Regions from separate parts of the Lactuca sativa genome. Here region 2 is linked to region 1. A link is a contact called in public Hi-C data. All regions are on one chromosome and are shown on one strand. The core of a region is the stretch at or near the end of the contact, and the rest is flanking DNA. Distances in the headings are between cores, read along the strand shown.

Region 1 (2,700 bases), core at 35-2,534:
GGATATGTTAGAAAATTATGCAATAAACTAAAGACAAAAACAAACATCAACAATCAACATCATTATAAAGTTGATACGTTTGCCATAGTTATTGATATGTAACTTCAACACCATGTTCTCATGTTTTTTTAAAGAAGAAAATGAGAGCAAACGAGATGATATGAGTGTTCTTGAGGTTTTTATTTTTATTTATTTTTCTAAGGAGAAGATGGGAAAGAAATGAAAAGAAATAGATGTTCTTGAGTTTTTTTAAGGAGGAGAAAAAAATGAAAAGAAAAAAAAGATTTTTTCGAGTTTTATTTAAGAAAGGAAAGAGAAGGACTTGGGAGGGAAAGACAAGACTTATTTTTTCAGTTTTATTTCCACTCATTTTTTGGATGATTGAGAGGGAAAGAGAGGGGAATGAGAAAAGTAAAGAAAGTTCCCATTCTTTTTCTAGGTGCAAGAGTTTTGTGATCATTGCAAGATAAACACCAAATTATTTACACATATGGCGATTTTAAACTTGTGTTACTCAATTTATTATTTCGGCGCACTAAATCATGATTTTACGGAGGCGAAAAGAATGAATATTACACAAGAACTTGATTTTCATTATGATGTTTATGAAAGAAGATGATCGTTTTTTTAATTTCAATGGAATCACCTACCTTTTCTTGAGTCATGATGGAAACAAGAAAACACATTTCTTATTACATGGTATATTGGCTAGAAAAGTTGGTATTGGTGTTGCCTTTACAACGATGACAAATATGAGATGTATTTCAATTATGAAATTTGCTAAATTGGATTTGAGAAATCGGATCTATGATGATTTTTGAGTGCTTCTTTGATGTCTTTCATTGAAAAAGAAGAATTCATAAAAATTACAAATGATTTTATAGTTGATCGTTTCCGAGAGGACATGACAAGTCGAAGATGACAATTATATTAGAATTTGAACATTTTTTTGGTAATGCAACTTTGTAATCGGTATTTAAAATCGTTTTAACCTGAAAAAATAATAATAATTTGATAATTTTTTCATATACCCTCAACGTATCAAAATCATGGATCCACCAATGGTAAATCACAATCACACCAACGATATAATGCACCTCCATGTTTGTTGGATAGGTAACAAGAGGAAAACGGCCTGACCAAATGTATTTGCTATGATGTAAACAAAAAATTTTATTTTGATTTTTAAACAAACAAATTAAATTTTGAGGTAAAAAAAATATAACCGTGAGAAAAAAATTATTACGGTAAGAAACCATTAACCCGGTTTCAATAGTTGAATTAGAATTTAGAACATAGCAACGAAGATATGAATATTGAAAAGGGCCAACGTTGCGTTTTATTCTACGCGGTTAACGGAAGGTTAACAAGGGCTTGTTTTTGTTTCCATTCCTATTTCCGGTGTACAGGTCAGTCGTCTCCCCGCCTCCGTTTCACCTCTTTCATTTCTCCTTTCTTTTTTCTTTTCTTTTCTCAATATTAGGGCTTCTGATTTCGGTTTTATAATCATCTCGATTCGATCTATTCTCTATATAACTGTTTATTCTCCGTACTAGATCTTGTTGAACTCAACCAACAGAAAAATGGTGAGAGGATTGGTCAACAAGCTCGCATCTGAATCGCTGAAGGTTGCGGGAAAATGGCAACAACAGCAGCTCCGCCGTCTCAATATCCACGAATATCAGGTACCGTTCCTCCGTTCTTCGCTTATAGTTATATCCTTTTGGTTTTTATTAGCGTAGCGTATGTATATTTGTGATCAACGGTCCTATTTTGTTATAACTGCATCTGTTGTACGACGAAAGAAAAATAAAGAAAGAACACAAAGAGATGTAGGGATTTCGAGTTTGATATGCGCGAATTAGCTATTGTTTTTGAAATTGAGATATGCGCCTATGGTTCACTTGGTTACATGATGTTATCACGGCATCTGCTAGATAGCAAAGATATGAAAAGAATAAGAACACGAAGTGATACATGTTTTTGACTTTGATATCCTAGAATTAAGTATTGATCTTAGAAATTAAAATATATCCTTTGGTAGGTATTAATCTCTTGTCTCCAATTCTGCTAAAATTTGTCATAAGTTGGACTGTTATAAGTTACTGAATCATAGTAATATTAGCTTTGTTTTGATGTCTACTGTTCTTCTAGACTCGGATGTCTACCTACATTTGTTCTCCTAGCTTAGTGCACAGCATGGCATCAGTTTACAGATGTTATCACAACTTTACATGCTATGTTTTATCTATAGTTACTTACTCACATGAGCTCTTGCATCAGGGAGCTGAATTGATGGGCAAGTTTGGTATTAATGTTCCAAAAGGTGTTGCTGTTTCCTCTGTTGAGGAAGTCAGAAAGGCTATACAAACAACTTTTCCAAATGAAAAGGAGGTAATTAAACATAAACTTTTTTTTTTCTTCTTTAATTTTTGTTTGGATGTTCAAAGGGTATATATGAGAAGTAAAAACATGATCAAGGCTTTTTCCTTTTAAATGTCAAAAAGTGATGTAATAAGCCATAATGGTTGAAACATGTGGGCTGTGGTTTTCTTAATATTTCTTTCTTCATGTTAGTTGTAGAGTTTGTAATCTACTACATTTTTGTACTTGAATGTTCATTAGTTGACATGTAAACATTTGGCGCTGGTTTCTTTTGGTCCAGTTGGTGGTGAAGAGCCAAATTCTTGCTGGTGGAAG
Region 2 (2,700 bases), core at 93-2,592, 130 kb before region 1:
TATCCCGTGAAAAATATGAAGAACTAAATCAATACCTTTATATCGACCGAGAATCTGCAACGATTTTGACTTTAAGAAAATTGCTTCTAGAAGTAGACTAAGAGCGTGTGGTGATAATGGTGGAGTTGCGTAATTATGAGAACGTTTTTTACGAGGCTGCGCTCTTATAGCTAGACTAATTTTAATCTTTGGAGTAATGGTGGCGATATCTATCCCTTCAAAGACATGAAGAGCCGCTTCAATGTTTCCTTTCTGATACTCGTATCTTCCTAACAATGCTCTTGCTTCCTGCATAAAAATATACTACGATTTATGAGTATTTCTTTCTTTCTTTTTTAATTAATGCATTGATGGAAAATATTGGAAAACGGACCTCATAATTCAGAGAACCACTTTCGCGAAGCGATAACTCTGCTTCTTCAATACTAACTGTATCCGGTTTCTTATCGTTCTCCCCTACAGTTTGAGAAGAATAAAGACTAATTGAGTAGTCCTTCGTCCCTGTCGATTCTGATGAAGGGATCATCTCATTTGGGCTATTTGATCGTTTACACGAGCACAGGCACTGCACGACTTTTCTGAACCTCAGGTTTGGTCTATTCTGGTTTCGCTCTCTAGTCGGAATCGGATTACTATTCCTCATACTCTCTTTCCACCCTCGAGAAATCTTTAACCACACAAAACCAATGATCAATAACCCTCGAATCAGATAAGAAATTCGGTGTTTTGTAAGTATAATTTCGTGAAATCATAAGCAGTTTAACAACATCAATTATCAGAAAAGTATTAAAGTTGACTTGTAATTGGAAAGATCTTGAAACAATCAAATACCCAATTGGAAATTCCCAATTTCCGGTCAAGAAGATAACAAAATCTGCCCAATTCAATCCCTGAAAACCCTAATAAAAAAAACCCGCAAAACCCTAAGCAGATTTCTGAATATATGGTTGATAAAACATTGAAGTTACAAGAACACCCGGTGTTGATTCAGAAAACGGAAAATTATATTTATAAAGAACAGGATTACCTTTCTTTATGGCAACTGAAATTGAGGAAACATGGCACATGAAAATCAGAACCCATCTTCAGTTTCAATCAGAACTATATTCAAAAGGCTTTTGATCAACACAACAGAATCAAATAAAGCTTGGAGCTTTTCTTCGCTTTTCTTTTTTCTTTATCGAGAAACTACATTCAAATACTGAAACTAGATTTCTTTGCTTTAGTTGATGAATTGAATTGAAGGTCTAAAGAAACGTATACCGGTATAGAAAGAATTCTTTTAAAGCTGGAAACAAGGAGATATCGAAGAATCTTGAACCGTAAGATTGAAGTTTATATTTGTAATCTTCATTTATTATTGTTTATTTTATTGTGTGAAATAAATGCAGTTGGAAAGAAAATAATAAAAAAAGGAATTGGGTATTTGAGTATGGACAAATTTAATTTGAAAAAGAATAAGGAAGGCCCATGGAGTTTAAGGGGTTAACTGTCAGTCTCACTAGGCTCTTATCTTGCCAACTGGATTTAAATGCACTCTCATTTACAGATATTAATCTATTATTATTTTTTTTTTCTTTTTAACATTTGATCGCAAGGAAAATGATAATGTTAGAAGTAATCTATGTTAGGAAATTTTAATATAAATATTTATAATTTTATTAATTTTAGACATATATAAATATATAGTATATATGTATATAATTAACTCTAATTGGGTTTATGCTCTACTCCATGAAATCTTCAAAACAATATATGTATGTCCAAAATGGAATATATGTGAATGAGATATATATAATTAAAGTTGGGTATTTGATAATAAAAATTAGCAAATGAAATGAGTGTGGAAATAAATCTCACATTGATAGAAATATCATACTCTAATGAGTTTATAAACTTAAATGTATGATAGGCTTAGCTTGTATATACAATTTTATTCCAACATCTAATTTTAATACAAGAATATTAACATAATTTTTAGTGTATCATTCTACATCAAAATAAACATAAAAAATAAGGGACAATTACTAATTTAGCTAAATTAAAGAAGTGATTAACAATTTTTAACCAAAAATTAGGATTTGTCCCAAACTAGCCCACGAAACCGTATGTGGTTAAAATGGTCTACTGTTTCGCCCATTTATCTACTGTTTGGATTTTAGTATATAAAGATTATTTTTTCATTTTTCACTACGAAATCGTAGACGAAAAAATGGTTTACTGTTTCCTCTGAGAAGTCTACTGTTTCCCAGATAATAGATTAAAAATAATCTACTGTTTTGTCCAAAACCTACGGTTTTAAGTTTTTTTTTTTTTTTTTCTTAATGAAAAAAGCACTAACTTTTACTGTAAAAGAGATTTTACTTTTAATATATAGTAGATACGATATAGTAGTCAAAAAGTTAGTGTTATTTTCATTTAAAAAAAACCCCAAACCGTAGTTTTTTTAGAGGAAACAATAGATTATTTTTAATCTACTATTTGGGAAACAGTAGACTTCTCAGAGGAAACAGTAGACCATTTTTTCGTCTACGGTTTCGTAATGAAAAATGAAAAAGAAAATCTTTATATACAAAAATCAAAACAAGTAGGTAAATTGGCGAAACAGTAGACCATTTTAACCACTTACGGTTTCGATGACTAGTTTGGGACAAATCCTAATTTTTGACTAAATAGTGATAAGCCATTAATGAATTTGGT

The links. A called contact is a pair of places that touch in the nucleus more often than the background predicts.
Region 2: a Hi-C map of leaf shows a contact between it and region 1, with 3 times the contacts expected there. The contact joins the promoter of LOC111881313 here to the promoter of LOC111881223 in region 1. A contact is called at or near these places in 2 of 4 Hi-C or Micro-C datasets (both in leaf).

What each region holds. Positions count from the first base shown.
Region 1 is chr9:12,577,785-12,580,484 of Lsat_Salinas_v11, reverse strand. It overlaps LOC111881223 (succinate--CoA ligase [ADP-forming] subunit beta, mitochondrial), which reads left to right and starts at 1,284. Exons shown (of 14, transcript XM_052767322.1): 1 at 1,284-1,409; 2 at 1,557-1,685; 3 at 2,284-2,394; 4 at 2,666-2,700. The coding sequence starts at 1,584.
Region 2 is chr9:12,705,878-12,708,577 of Lsat_Salinas_v11, reverse strand. LOC111881313 (protein NPGR2) reads right to left here and starts at 1,342. Exons shown (of 6, transcript XM_023877726.3): 1 at 1,028-1,342; 2 at 374-667; 3 at 36-288. The coding sequence starts at 643.